2 separate regions of the Ovis aries genome follow, and region 1 is linked to region 2. A link is a contact called in public Hi-C data. All regions are on one chromosome and are shown on one strand. The core of a region is the stretch at or near the end of the contact, and the rest is flanking DNA. Distances in the headings are between cores, read along the strand shown. Region 1 overlaps LOC121818076 (a long non-coding RNA gene). Region 2 overlaps DLC1 (DLC1 Rho GTPase activating protein).

Region 1 (6,443 bases), core at 679-3,178, 300 kb after region 2:
TTCCAGGCAAGAATACTGAAGTGGGTTGCCATTGCCTTCTCCAGGGGATCTTCCCAACCCAGGGATCAAACCCAGGTCTCCCACACTGTAGGCAGACTCTTTACCATCGGAGCCACCGGGGGTTCCTGGTGTTTTCTGTGTATGTCTGTGTGTATATCGGAGAAGGCACTGGCACCCCACTCCAGCACTCTTGCCTGGAAAATCCCATGGACGGCGGAGCCTGGTGGGCTGCAGTCCATGGGGTCGCAAAGAGTCGGACACGACTGAGCGACCTCACTTTCACTTTTCACTTTCATGCATCGGAGAAGGAAATTGCAACCCACTCCAGGGTTCTTGCCTGGAGAATCCCAGGGACGGGGGAGCCTGGTGGGCTGCCGTCTCTGGGGTCGCACAGAGTCGGACACGACTGAGGCGGCTTAGCAGCAGCATGCGTGTATATGTATTCTTTTTAGTTTCTTTGCCAGTGTAGGTTATTATAAGATTTGAATGTAGCTTCCTGCACTGTACAGTAAATCCTTGTTGTTTATTTTATAATATGTAGCAGTGCATGCGTGCTCAGTCACTCAGTTGTGTCTGAATCTTTGCAACACCACGGACTGCAGCCCTCCAGGCTCTGCTGTCCATGGGATTTCCCAGGCAAGGAAAATGGGTTGCCATTTCCCACTCCAGAGTAACTTTCTGACTTAAGGATCAAACCCACGTCTCCTGTGTTGGCAGATTCTTTACCACTCTGCCACCTGGGAAGCCCATTATGTAGTAGTGTGTATCTGTTAATCCCAAACTCCTAATTTATCCCTCCCCTGTCACTTTCCCCTTTGGTTACCATAGTTTTTTTTGTTGTTGTTTTTTCAAAATCTTTGAGTTGGCCTCTGTTTTGTAAATAAACTCATTTGTATCATTTTCTTTTTTTACATTCTACATGTAAGTAATATAATATGATATTTGTCTCTCTCTCTCTGACTTCACTTCAGGGGATAATCTCTAGGTCCATCCATGTTGCTGCCAGTGGCATCATTTCGTTCTTTTGTATGGCTGAATATCATTCAGTTGTATGTATGTACCACTTCTTTATCCCTTCCTCTGTCCGTGGACATTTAGCTTACTTCCATGTCTTGGCTGTTGTGAATAGTGCTGCTTTGAACATTGGGGTACATGTAACTTTTCTAGTTAATTTTCACCTTTTCCAGATATATGCCTAGTAGCAGGATCGCCGGATCATATGGTAACTATATTTTTAGTTTCGAATATTGATTTTAAGCAAGAACGTGTCTTTTCTTTCTTTCATATTTGTGTGTTTATTTGGCTGTCTCGGGTCCTAGTTGCAGCACACAAGGGCTTAATTGTCCAACGGCATGTGGTTTCGAATCTCCCCGACCAGGGACCAAATCCTCATTGCCGCTTTGGAAGGCGGACTCCCAACCACTGAACCACCAGGGAAATCCCAAGAGTATGTTTTTGATCAGATCTTTGAGTGCAGGTTCTCCCAGGCTTACCACTGACTACTGGTTCAGCCAGGGGTGATGGAGTGGTTTCTTAGGATTTTCAAGGACTGTAAGGAGATGCTCAAAGTGAGGGATTCAGCAGACACAGTGGGACAGGAAGCAGGCTCCACTTCAAGAAGCTAAGAGGCAAATCAGATGTTTGCAGAACCCAAAGAGCTGGAGGTATGGATTGAAGGTGGATATAAAGCTAAGAATCTGGGATGAAGTGGGATAAAGTGACCAGCTAGGAACGCACCCTCATCTCCCTAGGTTCCCTTTTCAGGATGTGAATTTGCCGTAAAGTGTAGGGTTTTCAGAAGAATGGATGAAGGGAAAGCAGCTCTTCCGGAACTTGGCTTGTTTTCTCTGTGATCTCCTGCTGGCTTCCCTGACCTTTGGCCACCACCCACGCCGTCATGGCTTCCACCTACCCCCATCCTAATCCAGTCAGTCGGCAGGCAAAGCTGATGACTCATGTTATTACTTAGAGTTCTATCTGGTGGAATAGAACTGGGTTCTGCAGCTGTGAAAACCTACTGGCTCCCTTGTGATACCGACTTGCCTTAACCTTATTAAAGCGTGCTGTTTCCCTGCTGTGTTCCCCAGGGCCCCCATGAAAGCTATTGGTGATTCATAGGATTTGGAAATGTGAAAAATGTCCCTGCAACAGACATGTGGGACTAACTTGTTAACGTTTCTACAGCAGTTTGTTTTGGGGAGATAAAATGTAGCCAAGGCACATGTCAGAGGTCAGAAAGGAAACAGGAGAGAAGTGATGAAGTTGTGATGATTCAGGCAAAAGGATGTTGAAGCCGAGAAATATTAGATGAAGCCTTTCGTGTATCTGATTCTTACCATGCTGGTGATGAGGTCGTGGAGGGCTGCTGAAGTCACTTCAGTTCAGTCGCTCAGTCGCTCTTTGTGACCCATGGACTGCAGCACACCAGGCCTCCCTGTCCATCACCAACTCCTGGAGCTTGCTCATGCTCATGTCCATCGAGTTGGTGATGCCATCCAACCATCTCATCCTCTGTCATCCCCTTTTCCTCCTGCCTTCAATCTTTCTCAGCATCAGGGTCTTTTCCAGTGAGTCAGCTCTTCACATCAGGTGGCCAAAGTATTGGAGCTTCAGCTTTAGCATCATTCCTTCCAGTGAATATTCAGGGCTGATTTCCTTTAGGATTGACTGGTTTGATCTCCTTGTAGTCCAAGGAGTTCTCAAGAGTCTTCTCCAGCACCACAATTCAAAAGCAGCAATTCTCCGCTGCTCAGCTTTCTTTATGATCCAAGTCTCACATCCATACATGACTACTAGAAAAACCATAGCTTTGACTATAAGGACCTTGGTTGGCAAAGTAATGTCTCTGCTTTTTAATATGCTGTCTAGGCTGGTCATAGCTTTTCTTCCAAGGAACAAGCGTCTTTTAATTTCATGGCTGCAGTCACCATCTGCAGTGATTTTGGAGCCCCAGGAAATAAAGTCTGTCATTATTTCCATTGTTTCCCCATCTACTTGCCATGAAGTGATGGGACCAGATGCCTTGATCTTTGTTTTTGGAATGTTGAATTTTAAGTCAGTTTTTTCACTCTCATCTTTCACTTTGATCAAGAGGCTCTTTAGTTCCTCTTCACTTTCTGCCATAAGGGTGGTGTCATCTGCATATCTGAGGTTATTGATATTTCTCCCAGCAATCTTGATTCCAGCTTGTGCTTCATCCAGTCTGGCATTTTGCATGATGTACTCTGCATATAAGTTAAATAAGCAGGGTGACAATATATAGCCTTGATGTACCCCTTTCCCAGTTTGGAACCAGTGTGTTGTTCCATGTCCAGTTTTAACTGTTGCTTCTTGACCCGCATACAGGTTTCTCAGAGGGCAAGTAAGGTGTTCTGGTATTCCCATCTCTTTAAGAATTTCCCACAGTTTTTTTGTGATTCACACAGTCAAAGGCTTTAGCATAGTCAATGAAGTAGATGATTTTCTGGAACTCTCTTGCTTTTTCTATGATCCAACAGATGCTGGCAATTTGATCTCTGGTTCCTCTGCCTTTTTGAAGTCCACCTCGAATATCTGGAAGTTCTCAGTTCACGTACTGTTGAAGCCTGGCTTGGAGAATTTTGAGCATTATTTTGCTAGTGTGTGAGATGAGTGCATTTGTGCAGTAGTTTGAGCATTCTTTGGCATTGCCTTTCTTTGGGATTGGAATGAAACTGACCTTTTCCAGTCCTGTGACCATTGCTGAGTTTTCCAGATTTGCTGGTATATTGACTGCAGCACTTTCACAGCATCATCTTTTAGGATTTGAAATAGCTCAACTAGAATTCCATCACCTCCACTAGCTTTGTTCATAGTGATGCTTCCTAAGGCCTACTTGACTTCGCATTCCACGATGTCTGGCTCTGGGTGAATGACCACACCTTTGTGGTTATCTGGGTCATGAATATCTTTTTGTATAGTTCTTCTGTGTATTCTTGCCACCTTTTAATATCTTCTGCTTCTGTTAGGTCCATACCATTTCTGTCCTTTATTGTGCCCATCTTTACATGAAATGCTTCCCTTGTGGCTCAGCTGGTAAAGAATCTGCCTACAATGCGGGAGACCTGGGTTCCATCCCTGGGTTGGGAAGATCCCCTGGAGAAGGGAAAGGCTACCCACTCCAGTATTCTGGCCTGGAGAATTCCATGGACTGTATAGTCCACAGGGTTGCAAAGAGTCAGACACTACTGAGTGACTTTCACTTTCACTTTCTGTTAGGTCCATACCATTTCTGTCCTTTATTGTGCCCATCTTTGCATGAACTGTTCCCTTGGTATCTCTAATTTTCCTGAAGAGATCTCTAGTCTTTCTCATTCTATTGTTTTCCTCTATTTTTTTGCTTTGACTACTTAGGAAGGCATTCTTATCTCTCCTTGCTATTTTTCCAAACTCTGCATTCAGATGGATATATCTTTGTTTTCCTCCTTTGCCTTTCACTTCTCTTCTTTTCTCAGCTATTTGTAAGGCCTCCTCAGACGACCATTGCCTTTTTGCATTTCTTCTTCTTGGGGATGGTTTTGATTACTGCCTCCTGTACAATGTTACGAACCTCCATCCATAGTTCTTCAGGCACTCTGTGTACCAAATCTAATCCCTTGAATCTATTTGTCACTTCCACTGTATAATCTTAACGGATGTGATTTAGGTCATACCTGAATGGTTTAGTGGTTTTCCCTACTTTGTTCAATTTAAATCTGAAAAGTCTGAATTGCAAACTCGTTTTGCAATAACGAGTTCATGATCTGAGCCACAGTCAGCTCCCGGTCTTATTTTTGCTGACTATCAAGTTGGTGTATAAATAGACTTTAAACATTTTAGAGCCAGCCCAGAAGGGGACCGTATGATAAGTGACACCACTGGGAAAGGGGTGGTTACAGCAGAAGTCCTCTGTGGGGAACAGAGATAAGACAAAGACCGCCCTCCTGCTTATCACCACCCCTCCCCCACCAGCCGCCTCTGGGAACAGCAGGCAGAAGCCTGGGTGGCTGAGTAGGGCACATTTTCTGACATCCTTTCCATAAAAGCATCAGCAATCTGCAAAGACTGGGGCTACAGGGAAAGGTCCCTGCTCTACAGAATTTTATGATTTCGTAAGGAGAGGGAGCTCAGCTGGTAAAGAATCCGCCTGCAAGGCAGGAGACCCCGGTTCAATTCCTGGGTCAGGAAGATTCCCTGGAGAAGGGATAGGGTACCCACTCAAGTATTTTGGGGTTTCCCTGGTGGCTCAGATGGCAAAGAATCCACCTGCAATGTGGGAGACCTGCGTCTCACCCCTGGGTTGGGTAGATCCCCTGGAGGTGGGCATGGCACCCCACTCCAGTATTCTTGCCTGGGGGATCCTATGGACAGAGGAGTCTGGTGGGCTACAGTTCGGTGGGGGGGGGGGGGGGGGGCGGCTCACAAAGAGTCAGATACGAGTGAGCGACTTTCACAAGTAGCGGGAGTCGTTCATGATTTAATGGGTGGAGGGGGTTGCGTGGATGCCCTTGAACGAGAGTTTCTAGCTCAGGGAGGTTTTGCACGTTTCAAGTCCCATAGACACCCTCTGTGTCAAGTGCCGCATCCGCGGAGAGACCCTAGGCCTCGCCAGCCTATGCCTTCTGAAAGATAGGAAGTGGCTAAAGAGAAATGACCGGGGAAAGAGAAAGCACACCTTTGCTGGGGTTACAGTAACTCATGGGAAAAGGGTGAGACTTGTGGAACACGACAGTAGCTCGTGGAGGAAGGAGCACTCAGTCAGAGGAGGAAGGAGCACTCAGAGGAGGAAGGAGCACTCAGAGGAGGAAGGAGCACTCAGAGGAAGAAGGTGCACTCAGAGGAAGAAGGAGCACTCAGTCAGAGGAGGAAGGAGCACTCAGTCAGAGGAGGCAGATTCCAGGGGAAGGAGGTACAAAAAGCTGAGCCACAGGCAAGAAGAGATGCTTCCCAGGACTGAGCAGAAGGGTTCAGTGAAAGAAAACCCCAGAAACTTCCTGAGAGACGCAGCCCGCCTTCAGAGGACACGTTCCTTCAGCATGAAGCACAGTGTCGTCCTGTTGGGATAAAGCGCAGGAGAGCCAGCCAAGAAGTAATTCTGGAGAAGCGTTCTCAAGGGTGTGACGTGATTTCCTCCACGCAGTGGAACCTCCAAGCCATTCTTGCCAGTTGGGTGTGATTTCTTCTTTATTTTTGTTTATTTCTGTCTTAGTTTAAGTGCGTAGTGGTTTCAATGGAAAATGTGGCTCTGTAATAATTTGGGAGCAGAAGTGACAGGTTGCGGATGTCACTGTGAGTTGGGTCTGGCAGCCAGGGTATTGGAAGCATCATATTACAAATAATGCCGGTCCCCTCCTGTCCCCTCCTCCCACCAGCCTCCAGGCAGGCCAGGTGGCGCCTGGTACTTCAGCAGCCCCACATCAGCCCTCGGTGGAGCGGCAGAGAGGGTG
Region 2 (6,414 bases), core at 458-2,957:
CCAGCTCTAACTGTTGCTTCCTGACCTGCATACAGGTTTCTCAAGAGGCAGGTTAGGTGGTCTGGTATTTCCCATCTCTTTCAGAATTTTCCACAGTTTATTGTGATCCACACAGTCAAAGGCTTTGGCATAGTCAAGAAAGCAGAAATAGATGTTTTTCTGGAACTCTCTTGCTTTTTCCATGATCCAGTGGATGTTGGTAATTTGATCTCTGGTTCCTCTGCCTTTCCTAAAACCAGCTTGAACATCAGGGAGTTCATGGTTCATGTATTGCTGCAGCCTGGCTTGGAGAATTTTGAGCATTACTTTACTAGCGTGTGAGATGAGTGCAATTGTGCAGTAGTTTGAGCATTCTTTGGCATTGCCTTTCTTTGGGATTGGAATGAAAACTGACCTTTTCCAGTCCTGTGGCCACTGCTGAGTTTTCCAAATGTGCTGGCATATTGAGTGCAGCACTTTCACAGCATCATCTTTCAGGATTTGAAACAGCTCAACTGGAATTCCATCACCTCCACTAGCTTTGTTCATAGTGATGCTTTCTAAGGCCCACTTGACTTCACATTCCAAGATGTCCGGCTCTAGATTAGTGATCACATCATCATGATAATCTGGGTCATGAAGATCTGTTTTATACAGTTCTTCCGTGTATTCTTGCCACCTCTTCTTAATATCTCCTTCTTCTGTTAGGTCCCTACCGTTTCTGTCCTTTATAGAGCCCATCTTTGCATGAAATGTTCCCTTGGTATCTCTAATTTTCTTGAAGAGTAGTCTAGTCTTTCCCATTCTGTTGTTTTCCTTTATTTCTTTGCATTGATCACTGAAGAAGGCTTTCTTATCTCTTCTTGCTATTCTTTGGAACTCTGCATTCAGATGCTTATATCTTTCCTTTTCTCCTTTGCTTTTCACCTCTCTTCTTCTCACAGCTATTTGTAAGGCCTCCCCAGACAGCTATTTTGCTTTTTTGCATTTCTTTTCCATGGGGATGGTCTTGATCCCTGTCTCCTGTACAATGTCACGATTTTAAATGAAAATTCATAAATATTTTCTCAAGCAGTGTCTCATTGATAGTCTCTTAAAAGTCTGTTGATATTTCAAATGTATGTCTTTTTAAAAATAAGCGTTTTCATCTTACTATCCTGTTGATATAATAAAAGTAAAAAGTCTAGGTGCAAAATGTGTCCCTAAGAAGAGTTATTACTTATCTCTGTATTTCTCTAAATGAATCATGTTTTGAACTGGAGAACAAAGGAGGACTTTTCCAACTATTTAGATTTGATGTAAAAAAAATTACTCGGCTTTAACTATAGCTCTGGACAATTTGTTTAGGCATCAAATTCATCTCTACTATTATATATTTATCACTTCACTTTGAAAAGTGAAAAGGCCCATATGCTAATCCACGCATGAATGAGGATTCTACTTTTTAAATGACAATAATTTGTCTAATATTACAAAGCACTGGTTAATGTTTAGCCAGTGGTAAATATTTATTTGACCCTGTTCTGATCTTGTTATCCCACATCACAACAAACAACATCTCTTAATGGAAATGTTGAAAGTCAAAAGCCAGCATATCTGTTCACAAAATCCTTGAGACCCTACAGATCCTTTCATGTCGAGAACAGAAGTCTACAGATGAGGAAACTGAAGTCAGGGAGGAGGGAGATTTCCCACACTGGGGTTTCCGTGTGTAACTTGAACAGGAATTTAGTAACACAGCAAGACTGGAAGGCAGACAGTCTGGCTCCAGGACCTGCCTTCAGCTGCAGGGTTCCACTGCCTCTTTTCTAGTTCCATTAATGTTTTTCATTTTTTTCATCATAAAGCTGTCTGTGCATAACTTCCTTTTAACTCTTTATAAGCATATGGAGCCTTTCAGCACATAATGGGAAACATACTCTATGTGTAAAATGTGACAAAATTAATTACTAATAAAGATTTATCGATCTCTTAACAGTGTGCAAAACACCTTATAGATGTTTGTGGGAGCATGAGAACTGACAGTAAAATAATGATACTAAAGTTTTTATTTTAATCTTTATACTTTGCTGTGTTTTCTATGAGCAGTGTCTGGCATATGTGGATTAAACATTTGATGAATGAATGGATATATGTTATTATATGCTATGACTATAAATTTAATTTAAAATAAGAAACATCAAAAGAAATCACTAATATAAACTACTAAAACAATTATATTTTGGAATTTCTTTTGAGAAATGTGACATAGACATCAGCACAAGTATTGTTTTTCTAAGCCTGGGGTCAGCAAAGTTTTTCTATAAAGAGTCAGATAGCAAATATTTTAGGCTTTGCAAGCCATTCAGTCTCTGTCACAGCTACTGCATTCTGCTGTTATATTGCAAAAGCAGCCTGGACATAAAGCAGTGTACATGGATGTGTTCCTGTAACACTTTACTTCTGGAAACTAAGGGGCTTCCCTGGTACCTCAGAGGGTAAAGAATCTGCTTGCAATGCAGGAGACTCAGATTAGAGACCCGGGTTTGATCCCTGGGTTAGGAGGATCCCTTGAAGAAGGGAATGGCTACCTACTCCAGTATTCTTCCCTGGAGAATTCCAGAGGAGCCTGGCTAGCTACAGTCCATGGGGTCATAAAGAGTTGAACACAATTTAGCAACTAACACACTCTAGATACTAAAATTTCAATTTCTTGTAATTTTCATGTACCATAATATATTCCCTTTCATTGTTTTTTAGACATCAAAAACTGTAGGTTACAGGCTGTACAAAAACTGGGGAGGATGGATTTGGCTCAAGGGCAGAGCGTCCACCTCCTTCCTTAGTGAGCATGTTGGAAAAGAGAACATTACCATAGTAGTGTTGGGCTTCCCAGGTGGCACTAGTGGCATAGAACCTGCCTGCCAGTGTAGGCGACGTAAGAGACTTGGGCTTGATCTCTGGATCAGGAAGATGCCCAGGAGTAGGAAATGGCAACCCACTCCAGTATTCTTGCCTGGAGAATCCCATGGACAGAGGAGCCTGGTGGGCTATAGTCCATAGGGTCACAGAGTCGGACATTACTGAAGCAGCTTAGCACGCACGCATAGCATGATAGTGTAGCATGTCATCAGTGGTGAATTACCTTGATTTGAGACTGAAGCCCAACTCTCCTAGTCTGTAACATTCATTTCTTAGATTCTTTGTGCTTTAGTTTCTTCATCTGTGAAATGAAGATGATAATAGTACCTTCCTCATTAATTTATTGTAGAGATAAATGAGTTAAAACATACAAAGGATCTAAAATGATCCTTGGCATATAATAAATACTATCATCGTATTTACTAAGTAAATAACCTCATTGTTTAAAAGCATTTGGGACTCCTTTATAAAGATTGCTGAAGCCAATTTACAAAGCATGGAAGTAAACATCATTACATTATCATTACCTTCTCCAGGAAGACTGTCCCTGAACTTGTCCATTTCAAAAATATAAATCTAAATTAACATCTGTATCAGAAATTTACTTCAAAATTCTACTTCATGAAATCTGTCACTAGATTTGACTGTTTCAAAATATAATTGTCTTAAAAAAAAAAAGCTTCACATGAAAGGACTTCCCTGGCAGTCCATTGGTTAAGACTGTGCTTCCCCTGCAGAGGGGCACGAGTTTCTGTGTCTGATCAGGAAAGTTCCACATGCTGCGTAATGCAGGCAAAAAAAAAAAAAAAAAGAAAGAAATTATCATGTAAAGGGCAAATATTTTAAAAGAAGAAGATGCTAATAGACTAAGAACAACATAGTGGTTACCAGTGGGGAATGGGGGGAAGGGAGGCATAAACTGCTGAGTATAACACAGGCTCAAGGATGTGTATTACAAAATGGGCAATATAGCCAATGTTTGGTAATAACTAATCTTCAAAATGGTAAAAATTATAAAGATTTTATTTAAAAACATTTTTTTAAAAGAGAATGAGTAATAAGCTTGAAAAAAATTACCCAAAGGGCCTTCTAGGCAAGGTCTGAGTAGTGAAATCATTAAAATCTGCACACTTCCCAGTTTACTATTGGACGTTCTGATTTAGGTAGAAACCTGATTGTGTTTTTCCTTATAGTTATATTTTACACTTTCACATAAGGAGCTTAAAATCTCAGAGGGGAGATATAATATACACAGATAAAAATGCAACTAACTGTAATAAATGATAAGGGACATACAGGTAATACAGCGGTGGATGTTATGAAGGAAGGCTAAATGAATTCCAGCTAAGGCAGTTACATCTATCATTATGGTAACCTCTGTAGTTGGGCCTTGAAAGAAGGGAAGATTATTTTTAAGAAAAGTTATGAGTGTGGTATGCAGTACTTCTCTGTTAAGACACCTTTCCTGGTAACACATCCAGCCTCTGGCCACAGAGGGGAGCAGGTCATCCAGCCTGGATTGCATAATATCTCCAGAAATTTTCAGACCTGTAGGCAAGACTGCATACTTTAGTTTCTGGTCACAAACTGAAAAATGTCATTCTCTACATGCTTACAGCCGCATCAACTGCCACGTGGAGAAGCTCTTCCCAGAGATTAAAGTAAACAAGCAAAAGATAAGCAAAACGGAAAGATGGATCACTGATATAGTTAGTTCAGATCATCCTAAGGCCACATCTGCTTTCCAGCTCAGGATATCTAAAATGCAGCTTATCTCCTTCTGTTCCTCATAGCTCTTGCCACCATATACCTGGTCCTTTTCTGAAATCAGCTTCCCATTGCCTAGTCTAATCATTCACCTGTAATACTCCACCTTTGTCAGCTCCCCTACCCAGCCAACTTCAAATCCAATTTCCGCTTTGTTTCCTTTAGTGATGTTTAATTTTAATTTGTATCAACAAAAAGCATGCTCACGTTTTAATGGCCAAAATAATATGACTACATAGTGTGAAAGCATTATTCGCTCAGTTGTGTCTGACTCTTTGCAATCCCATGGACTGTAGCCCACGAGCCTCCTCTGTCCATGGGATTCTCCAGGCAAGAATACTGGAGTGGGTTGCCATGCCCTTCTCCAGGGAACCTTCAGGATCCAGGGATGGAAACCAGGTCTTCCACGGTTGTAGGCCTATTTTTTACTGTCTGAGCCACCACGGAAGCCCAGTATGACTACCTGTATAAAAAAAAGTAGCAACACCCACCCCATTTCTCCCCTCTGGATTTCTGCTCCCCAAAGCAATCATTTTAAACAAGTCTTGCTGTTTCTGTTGACGTGCATATACTCAGTCACTCAGTTGTGTCTGACTCTTTGTGACCCCGTGAACTATAGCCTGCCAGGCTTCTCTGTGTATCGGACTTTCCAGGCCAGAATATAGGAGTGGTTTGCCATTTCCTCCTTCAGGGGATCTTCCTGGCCCAGGGATGGAACTGGTGTCTCCTGTGTCTCCTGTATTGACAAGAGGATTCTTTACCTACTAAGCCATTAGGAAATCTGTTTTTATTGATATGTGCTTCTATATTTGTAAATAGCATGCTTAACTAAATAATATGCTTAACTGTGATTGTTTGATTTTCCTTTTTAGTTATTTAGCTCTAAAAGATAAAGTTTTATCTCTCCTATAACAAACATACACACAGCTCATAATATTTGATTATATTCCTTTATTGGAAACAATGTTCCCTCATTAGATACCTCCTTTGAGAGAAGCAGGACTTATGCTCTAAATTCTTCTGCCATATTCATCTCCAGACTCTGCCAGAGTGGTAAAACTTCTTTCAATATGTTGACATTCTTCACCTGGTAATCTCCCTGGTTTGTTTTGTCTTGTTTTATTTTTTTTATTGAAGAAATTTTTCATGTTGTAGTTTTTGCTCAGTCAATAAGTCGTGTCCAACTCTTTGTGACCTCATGGACTGCAGCATGCCAGGCTCCCCTGTTCTTCACTGTCTCATGGAGTTTGTTCAAATTCATGTCCATTGAGTCTGTGATGCTATCCAGCCATCTCATCCTCTGCCACCCCCTTCTCTTTTTTGCCTTCAAATATTTCCCAGCATCAGGTGCTCCAGTGAGTCAACTCTTCACATCAGGTGGCCAAAGTATTGGAGCTTCAGCTTCAGAATCTGTCCTTCCAATGAATATTCAGGGTTGATTTCCTTTAGGATTGACTGGTTTGATCTCCTTGCTGTCCAAGGGACTCACAAGAATCTTCTCCAGCACCACAGTTTGAAAGCATCAGTCCTTCACTACTCAGCCTTCTTTATGGTCCGACTCTCACATCTGTACTCGACTACTGGAAAAACCATAGCTTTGACTACATGGACCTTTGTTGATAAAGTGATGTCTCTGCCTTTTAACATGCTGTCTAGGTTCATCATAGCTTTCCTTCCAATCAGCAAGCATCTTTTAATTTTATGACTGCAGTCACCATGCACAGTGATTTTGGAGCCCAAGAAAATAAAATATGTCACTGTTCCTCT

What was found. A called contact is a pair of places that touch in the nucleus more often than the background predicts.
Region 1: a Hi-C map of liver shows a contact between it and region 2, with 3 times the contacts expected there. The contact joins two enhancer-like sites. A contact is called at or near these places in 2 of 16 Hi-C or Micro-C datasets (liver and tail adipose tissue).

Annotation. Positions count from the first base shown.
Region 1 is chr26:23,118,278-23,124,720 of ARS-UI_Ramb_v3.0, forward strand. The region is part of intron 2 of LOC121818076 (a long non-coding RNA gene); the gene reads left to right. Among named protein-coding and RNA genes, the nearest start is that of TRMT9B, 98 kb to the right of the region's middle. Within about 2 kb of position 1,929, at least 2 of the 54 cell types and tissues checked have an H3K27ac peak or open chromatin away from gene starts, as enhancers often do. A contact at or near this core is called in liver, where this site is marked.
Region 2 is chr26:22,820,999-22,827,412 of ARS-UI_Ramb_v3.0, forward strand. All of the region lies in intron 4 of DLC1 (DLC1 Rho GTPase activating protein), which reads left to right. Among named protein-coding and RNA genes, the nearest start is that of C26H8orf48, 230 kb to the left of the region's middle. Within about 2 kb of position 1,708, at least 2 of the 54 cell types and tissues checked have an H3K27ac peak or open chromatin away from gene starts, as enhancers often do. A contact at or near this core is called in liver, where this site is marked.